2 separate regions of the Sus scrofa genome follow, and region 2 is linked to region 1. The links are chromatin contacts, called in public Hi-C maps. All regions are on one chromosome and are shown on one strand. Each heading gives the region's core, a stretch centred on a gene start, on an enhancer-like site or on the middle of the called end of the contact. The rest is flanking DNA. Distances are from core to core; before and after follow the strand shown. Region 1 has its middle 22 kb from the start of AIPL1. Region 2 holds the start of WSCD1 (WSC domain-containing protein 1).

Region 1 (4,867 bases), core at 705-3,204:
TCAGTCAGATGCACTGAGCCAAGAGTTCAACTGTCAACATTGCGGGCTCTGTAGGAGGCTTGGCGGGAGCCCTGCGGACGAATCAGCGCCCCTTTCTGAGTCCCTTCTCCCTGCTTCCCGGTGGACAGTGCTGGTGTCACTTGGCGGAGGAGCCTCAGCCTTGGGGAGTTGGGGTGGGGATGCCACTTGCCCAGGTCACACAGTAAGTGGCAGCGGTGAGGCTGACCCAGACGAAAGAGCGGAGCTGGCCTTTCTTTTAATTTCCTGCAAGGTCATTGCTCCCATGGGATCCAGGCAGCAGGAGTGGGTGGAGAGAGTTGGGGGTGGAGGGAGCACCCGGGCCTTCCCTGGCTCCCATTTCCCCCAAATAACAGATTCCCTATGGAAAGTGCTGGAGCCCTGGCTTCCCCATGGCCACCATCGGCGTGATGACAGCATGGCAGCCCAGGTTTGAGTCCTCTGACAGCTGCCACATGGATGCCTGGTTTTCACCCTTCTTCCCTGGCCTCCTGTGTCTCACACGGTCGACTCGGTCTTGAATTTCACCTTGACTGATTGGCTCCTGAGCAAGGGACCACCTTGACCTCCACTGTTTCTGGGGCGAGGCTGCCCCTTGCTCAGCCTCGTCCCCCATCCCTCTCCTCTCAGGGCTTTCAAGGAAAGGTTAGCTAAAGCCCCGTTCTTATTTATGGCCATCTTGCACGTGCAGAGTCGCTGCCCTAATTACAATTGCTCCATTACTTCAGGTATTCTCATTAGTGCGAGAATCTGATGAACAAAGAATCTCGCCTTTCCTCCTGCCACCAATAAAAATATCATTTGAAGATGGAGGGGAGCATTTGTCTCTCCTCGGAAGTCTCAAGGCTGGCAGCTCTCACAGAGTGTGACAGTCTCTGGAGGGCAGAAAATTTCATCGGCTTTGTTTCCTGCTGCATCCCCAGCATCTGGACTCCTCCACACACACCGCAGCTCAGAAAGAGCGGCCGAAGGAGTCCATTGCTGGATGAAACCCGCATCTCGGGGCTTAGCTGTGTGAAGACCGTCAAAAATCATCTAGCCCAACAGCTTATTTTGCAGGTGGAGAAACCTAGGGCTGGTGATGAGAAGGGACACGTCCAAGGTTACCACACCAAGTCTGTGACAGATCCAGGGCTGGGATGAAAGGTGTTGGCTTGGAGGCAGCATTTTCACCACCAGCCCACTTAACAATTTGTGACTCAGTTTGCCTCCCAGCATTTTCTTCCTGCTTCACCAGTTTTTTCCTTTACTCTTTAGTAAGTTTTCCCGTTTTTCTCTCTTCTTTTCTTTCTTTTTGGCCGCTTCTGGGGCATGCAGAAGCCAGGCCAGGGCTTGAACGTGCACCACAGCAGTGACAATGTCAGGTCCTTAACCCTGAGGCCACCAGGGAACTCCTCCCTCCTCCCTGTCTTTTAACCATCCACGCTGCATTCTTCTCCTGCATTTCTTATGAGGCTTCTGGTCTGCCTGCCTCCTGGCTGACAGGCTTAGCTGCCCTGGCCTCCAGCTCCGGCTGCCCGTAGGTGTCCCCGTGTTAGAAAGGAAGGGGACCTAGGCTGGGCTGGTGGTCCAGGGTGGGACGCGACTTCAGGCAGGCTGCCAGCTCCTTGCAGAGTTGGGAGAAAAACACCCAAGACAGAGGCAGTGGGGTCTCTGCCCAGGTGGTACCCTGGTAAGCACTGGGGAGCAGTCGGCAGTGGCCTTAGAAATAGGGAAGCAAGTCGGTAAGGGAGAGGGGAAGGAGATGGATGTGCAGAGAGGGGAAGAGAGGAAGAGGGGGAAAAGGAGGAAGAAGAGAGAATTTTGAAGATCCTGTTCCCTATGTGTGACCCCCATGTACCCTAAGAAGCCAGACCTTCTGCAAACCTGTCCAGATGTCCTAGGTAGACGCTCCCTCAGGAAGAGTTGGATGGGCTCAGCCAGCAGGCAGACACCCAGTGCACTGAGATCTCCTGCAGAATGACCCAGGCCCATATCTGAGGCACCAGCTTCCCCTCCGAGCCAGGGCAGGAAGAGCTGAGAGGCAGCTCTGTCCAACAGGAAGATCGTGCAAGTCACTGACGACCTTCCAGGAGCCACATTAAAAAAGTCAAAAAGGGGGAGTTCCTGTCATGGCACAGTGGAAACGAAGCTGACTAGTATCCATAAGGATGCGGATTCGATCCCTGGCTTCACTCACTGGGTCAGGAATCCAGCGTGGCTGTGAGCTGTGGTGTAGGTTGCAGGCACAGCTTGGATCCCACGTTGCTGTAGCTGTGGTGTAGGCTGGCAGGTGTAGCTCCGATGCGACCCCTAGGCGGGAACTTGGAAACTTCCATGTACTGTGGGTGCAGCCCTAAAAAGCAAAAAGAAAAAGAAAAAAGGAACTCAGTGGCGTTAATTTTAACCAGTCTGTCAAGAAAAAGTATCATTTTGCAATTCACGAGACACTTGGCACTCCAGTTCTCATGCTAGGTCTTTGAGATTTATTTGGTGCTTACACCTCATCCCAGTTGAGCCCAGCCGAATCCAGGTGCTCAGTCACCATATGGATTAGTGGCAGATGTATTGATGACACCAGTCTGGAGTGAACACACACCCCCTCCTGTTCTGAGCTTGGACACCATAAATTCATTTCACTCATTCTTTTTTTTTTTTTTTTTTTTTTTTTTCATTTCTAGGGCCGCTCCCACAGCATATGGAGGTTCACAGGCTAGGGGTCAAATCGGAGCTGTAGCCACCGGCCCACACCACAGCCACAGCAGTGCAGGATCTAACCTCATCTGCAACCTACACACAGCTCACGGCAACGCAGGATCCTTAACCCACTGAGCGATGCCAGGGATTGAACCCAAAACCCTATGGTTCCTAGTTGGATTCTTTAACCACTGAGCCACCACAGGAACTCCCATTTCTCTCATTCTTGAGCATCATAGAGACACAACCCAATGGTGTATTGTCCCCCATGTCCTCTCACTGCCACAGTGCAGAGCCCAGTGTGTTCTGGGAAGTCTTTGCTGGGGGGGCATTGATGCTAGTTTGGTGGGGCTGGAAAAACAGATAACAAACTCCCGAAGGCCACCATCACTATCATCCAGTTGTGATGAGGGTCGTGTGAAAGGCTGTGGGCTGCCACTTAGAGTTGTGCAGGTTGCTCATTGCACAATTCCAGCCCCCCCCCCACCTGCGTTTACCGCATGGTCATCTTGGATGTGTGCAGTTACTACAGATGCCCAGTAGATGGCAGAAAAGTGTCTTGAGGGAAGGGTAGCTTGTCCTCATGTGCACAGTTGCCTTAGCGGCTAGTGCAAGGCTGCTCTGTTTCGGCCAAGTTGGCCTGTGAACGTTAGTTTCTAGGGCAGGGCCTGAAAGGTCCCCAACCAATACTACAAATGGTATCAGTTGGCCAGACCCAGGCTGGGGGCGGGGAGGAAGCCAGGCCAGCTGGGCTTTCCTCTCCATCCTGCAGAATCTCATCCTTGAAGGGTGTGTGGCATGAGGGAGGGGGTAGCCGGGGCTGGGATTGGTGGTTAAGACAGGAGGAGGGCTGGTGGCCTCTGAGTTGACGGCCCCTGCAGACTGGCTCCTATTAGATTGTTGAAAGCTTCCCTGTCCCTGGAAGCTGAGTCTATCTCTCTGGTTCTGATCTGAGGGTTAAGGGTGAGTCTCATTTCCCAGCTGGAGGGCAGGCATCCTGCTCTTTCTCAGGGCTGCCACGTGGCCCCTGACTCTTATACAACACGTGAGCTAATTCAGGGCTTCTGCAGGTAGCCCTGTGGCACAGGGGTCTCCTCTTTTCTCTCAGATCTGTCTCTGCGCCCTGTGCTCCAGAGATGACCTGTGTGGGTATGTCAGTGGGTCCCTCTGGCTTCCAGTTGGGTTCTTCCCAACTTCGTCCCCACAGGAGAGTGAGGTCAAGGTTTTGTTTCCTCTGCCTTCTTTCCAGGGGGATTTCATGGCCTGTCTGGTTGACGGCCACACTGTTTGCAGGGCAGCCCTCTGCACCCAGCTCTCACTGTACCGATCGCCTGCGACTGCTGAAAGGAATCGCCCCGCAGGTGTATCGGTCATCTTACAGCTCTGGGAATCTGAACTCTGAAATGAGGCTCGGAGGAGTAAAATCAAGGGTCGGGCAGGGTTGTGTTCCTTCTGGGGCCTCTGGGAGAATTCCTTCCTTCCCTATTCCAGCCTCCAAGTGCCTTGGCTAGTGGCTCCTAATCACTCCAGCCCCTGCTTCTGTCATCCCAACACCCCCTCCGGTTTGCTGCCTCCCCCCTTAGAAGGCCTTCTGTGATTACACCGGGTGCACCCCAGCAATTATGGATCGTCTTCCCACCTCGAGGTCACCATTTGAGAAGTCCCTTTGTTCCTGTGTGGTTACACACTGGCGATTAATTAGAACCTGGACATCTTGGGGGGAGGCATTATCCATACTTTATTCTGGAGCCTCGTTAACCACATCCCCCTCCTTCCGAGGGTAGTGACGGCCACCCACTCTTATGGGGGGTGCTGCCCTCTTTCATATGGCTTCACAATTCCCTGCCCCCACTTTCATAAAGTCCCCTTGAAAAACTTTCCTCCAGTTACCCAAAGCGAGGGCGCAATTGGAGTCCTGCTCTACTTTGACCAATACACCTGCCCAGGTAATGTGATCTTTGCAGAAATCTTTGAAGAGGTTTTTGCACGCTCCTCCCCTCCTGCAGTGCCCATTTTATCTTTGAGGCATTTGGGGGATGCAGAGGTTATATAACTTGTCCAAGGTTACCTGGCCAGGGATTTGAACCAGAACCACTCTTTGACCCAGCACAGAGCTCTGCCTCCTGCTGTCACTGCCTCCTGCAGCTAGACTGGGATCTCTCCCTCCATTAGG
Region 2 (4,867 bases), core at 821-3,320, 270 kb after region 1:
GGGATCCCCAGGAGGCTTCTCAGGAGAAACGGAAATAAAAGCAATTAGCAGCCTCTAGTCTTGAGTCTCCATCTACACTTAGAAAGATACAAAGCTCTTCTTGGGGTAATCTTCTGGACAAAATACGTACGTTTCGCCGTTGCCGAGCCTCCGTTCAAGTTCACCAAGAGACGGAGAAAACCCTCCTCTGACCGGAAGCCTGGCGTGGTAGCGAAACGAGACCGAGCTGCCGCTGGGTAAACGTCTCCTCCAAGGAGAGTCAGTGCGCACCCCAAATCCTGTCCTCGCCCACTTCCCGGGGCCTGAATTCGCGACTCCCTCCGGGGAAACGGACGGTCTCTGAGGATTCCAGGAGGGGTACGGGGCTTGGGAAACTGCCTCGCGCACCCCGGCCCCATCCCGCTCCTTCCGAAGCGCTTCCTCCCCCCACCACCTTCCACGCGCACACACTCCCCAGCAAAGCCGCCCCGGCCCAGCGAAAGGCGCCCCCAGCCCGCGCGCCCCGCAGCCAGAGCAGGTGCAGCCCCGCCGCGCTCCCAGCCGCGTCTACACAAACTTGTTGGCCCGCGGCTGGGGGAACCCTGCCCGCAGCCCGCGCTGGGGTCCCGGCTGGGGCACCGGGGACCGCACTCACCCCGCGATCGCAGCTGGCTGGGGCACTCGCTCTGGCGGCCACGCGCCCGCCTCCCCGGGGCGCCGAGCCCGCAGCCCCGCAGTGCTCAGAGCCCAAGCGCCCTCGGCGCCCACACGTCCCCGGGCGGCCCGCGGCGAGGAGCGGCCGGACGCGCCCTGGGCACAGGGCGCCGCCGCCTGGCTCCCTGGGCTGCGGACGTCCGGGCTGAGGTGCGGCGACGGAGCTAGCGGGCGCCAAGCGGGCGGCGGGCGGCAAGCGGCGGGTGGCGGGCGGCAGGCTAGCGGGCGCCCGGCTCTGCACATGCTCACTCGCGCGGCCCGGGGACAGCGGCCGGCCGCCGCCGGGTCCTAGAGGCGCCGGCCAGCCCGCCGCCCGCCACCCGTGGGAGGGGTCGTGGCCCACCCCCAGCCCAAATCCGCGGAACCAGCCGACCCGGGCGCGGCGACACGCATTGCTGCCGTGCAAAGACGCTGACACCTACACACACACAAACAGTCTCACACACCAGGCGAATCCATTGGCGCGCACACCAACACTCGTCTACGCAAACACACTGGGCACTACCACACACAGGAGCTCGCTGCCACACTTGCCCAAACACACAGGAACAGGCGCACATGGATACAAACACACTGAACCAGTGCTTCAGAGACACTCTGACACCCACATGCACACACACAACACACACACTGGGTTCTGTCCCAATCGTTCAGAAACAAACTGGGACACTGTGTCGGGCACACATGTACACACCACCCAGTTTGTAGCATCCTGATACCAACTCACAGAGGCAGACATACACTGGATCACTGTCCCATGCAGAGCTAGACACTGTCACCCACGTCCTTATGCATGCACACGCACACACGCATTGTCCGAGACAGTCACCCACAGAATCACTATCCCACAGGACAAATACACTGACAACATCTCCCATGCCTACACACTCAGGGCTCTGCCACCAGCTACACTGCCCCACAAGAACTATGGTGACAGACCCACACCCCGGAGTCCACTGATAGACACACTTTTGTATAGACAGTGCCCCACAGGTACACACACAGACACACACATAACACTAAGGTGGATGGGTGCTGACACAGACACACAGACATACAACCACGCTACTGGACACAATCCCCTTTTAAAATAAGCGCTGGATCCAGCCTTGAGGATTTCCCCTCCACACCCGACTCTTGCTGCCCAGAAGTCCCCAAGCCATAGTGCCACCCCTGCCCTGTCTGGTGCATTGGTGGACCCTGTCCTCACCCAGGGCTAGCTCCTGAGATGCTCACGCGGGCGGCTGAGGACCAGCAGAGGCTGCGGGAGCAGGTGGGGAAGGCATGGCTGTAACCAAGTCTTCCTGAAAGGGAGTTCCGTGCCTCCGACTCCCGCTAGGGGCAGCGCTGCTTGGCAAGGCTCAGAGGAGCCCATTTTCAACAGGTGGAGGGCGGGCGGGCAGGGAAAGGATTAGCCTGGGGACCAGTCAGAGCTCCGCTTTACGGAGGTCACCCAGAGGGGAAAGGGACTTCCTTGGGTTTGCCCAGCTAGTCGGGTCAAGTGCCCAAATCAGCAGAGTCAGCTCCTGAGGATAAGGGTTAGCAGCGCTGGAACCCTTGGCAGAACTGGGAGAGGGCACAGGCAGTGAGGGGCAATACTGGCTTCCAGAAAAGGCCCTGTACATGTCCCTTTGGGAGTGTGAATGTGTGTGTGGCTATTATTACTAACACCAATAACCCACTATACATTTTTTGCAGTGTGTTTCAATTTTCAAAGCCCTCTCCAGAACCAGCTACCTAATTTGTGGAGCCCCATGCAAAATGGGCCCTTTGTTCAAAAAGGATTAAGAATTTCAAGAGATGAGAACAGAAGACTAAATTCAGGGCAGAGTCCTTCTAAGCATGGGCCCAGTGCCCCGCACACATCTCGTGCCAGCGAAGCTAGTCCTAACTCTTTCACACCCGTGGTCTCACTTAAAACTCGTGATAGGTGGTGCGGGCCTTCACCTGCCCACTTGGCAGCTGAAGTTCCTGAGGCCGGAAGGTGGTGTGCATATTACAACAGGTAGAGCCCCCGGGAACTCAAGCTGCCTCCTCTGGGAGGAGGCCAGGCACTGTCCTGCAGCAGCCACTTGGGAGAGGAGACTCATGTTGAGGAGTGGCTGCCACCAGGGAAGGAGAGCTACCGCAAGGAAAGGTACAAAAAGGCTTTGGGGCATCTGTGCCATTTCTGTGCCCCATGTCACACTATACCTGCTTTACAAAGCCCTGCGGGGGCACACCCCAAGGCCTCTGTGTGGGAAACAGGAGCACCTGCTGAATCTGCGAGAGATGCTGACAAAGCAGATGCATTAAACAATCTAGGAAGCAGTGGAGAAGGGCTTGGGTCCTGCAGCTTGGACCACCTAGAAGGTGTCTGAATGGCCAGAAGTGTTTCAGGGTTGGGAGCAGGTCCTCCTCTGTGGCAATGGTGACAGAGAAGAGAGTGTGAGAAGTCACCTGGTCCAGGCCTGATGAAGAAGCCCACCAACCCCAGTCCCACCCTCTGCCGCTCAACACCCGTGGCCTCTTTGATAGGCATTTGCATACCATCTCTGTCCATGTCCCAGAAGCAATTAGGGGAAGATATTTTAATATCACAGGGGTTTCTATGGTGCTCCCACGAGGGAGCTGACACACGTCCAGTTATTGCTGAGTAACGTCCCTCTCCCTCCCTCTCTAGTCTGGGTCTATACTCTTGGACCAATCCCACCTCCTGTGCTCAGCTCCTGGCTCCATCGTCTTTTTTTTTTTTTTTTTTTTTTTGTCTTTTGTCTTTTGTCCTTTTAGGGCCACACCCGCAGCATATGGAGGTTCCCAGGCTAGGAGTCTAGTGGGAGCTGTTGCTTCCGGCCTATGCCACAGCCACACCAATGCAGGATCCGAGTCGCATCTATGACCAACACCACAGCTCATGGCAACACCGGATCCCCAACCCACTGAGCAAGGCCAGGGATCAAACCCGAAACCTCATGGTTCCCAGTAGGATTCATTAACCACTGAGCCATGACGGGAACTCCTCCATCTTCTCCTCTTTTTGGAGCTCAGTGATTGCATCCCAAGTATTTACGTTCCCTCCAAGCTTCACGTCACCTGCTGGCTTACACATCCATCCATCCATCCATCCATCCATCCATCCATCCATCCATCTATATATCTTTTCATTTGTTCACTGAGAAAGGCACCCATTTTGTGTTAGATTTTGCACTGAACACTGGAGACTCTGAAAAGAAGAGCCAGTCCCCTCGAGGAGTTTGCTGCATGGAGAACTTGGCAAGGAAACAGACCCAGAGGGATAACGTAGCACAGAAGAGGAGATCTGCTAGCTCAGTGAGGAGGCTACACCTTCAGGCACATCACCACTTAGTCAGAATTGCTCCTCTGTTCGCAAAGAACTAGCTGGGTAATGGCTGTCAGGAAGGCAGCTAGCTGTGTGTACCATATATGCGCATGGTGCATAGGAAACCAAAAGATTCACGACATCGGTTTGGAGGAATTCGGGGACGGCTTCAAGGAGGAGGTGACATTTCAGCTCACTCCTGAAGGAGAAGTGGAGCATCATCTGGGTCAGAGGGAGCAGGAACCATTCCAGACCAAGGAGGCATCCTGTGTGAAGGCGAGGAAGCATGAAACACAGTGTCGGGGGAATTACCAGTAACGACATAACCGGTGCAAGGTCAGGGGCGGCTGGGGCAGAGGAGAGACCATGACTGGCTGCCTGAGCCCTCGCTGACACCAATGGACACCTGTGGAGCAAGCCTGAGCCACCACCATGGTGATCTCCACCGTCACCCCAGCCCCCACAGGGGGCTCACTTAGTCATCAACCTTCAAAAATAGTCATTTAACGAGTCATTTATCATCTACCCCACATGTACGCGTTGTGTTGACAAAGACAGCATTGAATAGTCACAGGCAGCAGGACGAAAGCCCAGGCAGGGGCGGACCCCAGCCCCAGATGGCTCTTTCACCTTGAGCGAGTCATCATTGCTCAGAGCCTCAGCATCTTCATCTGCAAATTAGAGAAAACGTGCCCATTCCCAGGTCTTTGCAAGGATCCAATAAAATGCCCAGTGAATGTGTAAACACATTGTCTGCCACAGAGTACACACACAGTGCCTTTGAGTAAACATGAGAGGAAGAGCTAGCATTTCTTGATTGGGGCAAATCAATCCAGATATGCCACCTGTGCAGTG

The links. A called contact is a pair of places that touch in the nucleus more often than the background predicts.
Region 2: a Hi-C map of liver shows a contact between it and region 1, with 5 times the contacts expected there. The contact joins the promoter of WSCD1 here to the enhancer-like site in region 1. A contact is called at or near these places in 2 of 5 promoter capture datasets (fetal liver and fetal skeletal muscle), 5 of 47 Hi-C or Micro-C datasets (embryonic fibroblasts, fetal liver, liver and 1 more) and 1 of 2 datasets of contacts at active chromatin or transcription factors (skeletal muscle).

The regions. Positions count from the first base shown.
Region 1 is chr12:50,922,512-50,927,378 of Sscrofa11.1, forward strand. No RefSeq gene overlaps it. Among named protein-coding and RNA genes, the nearest start is that of AIPL1, 22 kb to the left of the region's middle. Within about 2 kb of position 1,955, at least 6 of the 83 cell types and tissues checked have an H3K27ac peak or open chromatin away from gene starts, as enhancers often do. A contact at or near this core is called in liver, where this site is marked.
Region 2 is chr12:51,196,232-51,201,098 of Sscrofa11.1, forward strand. WSCD1 (WSC domain-containing protein 1) reads right to left here and starts at 2,071. Exons shown (of 9, transcript XM_005669148.3): 1 at 1,904-2,071.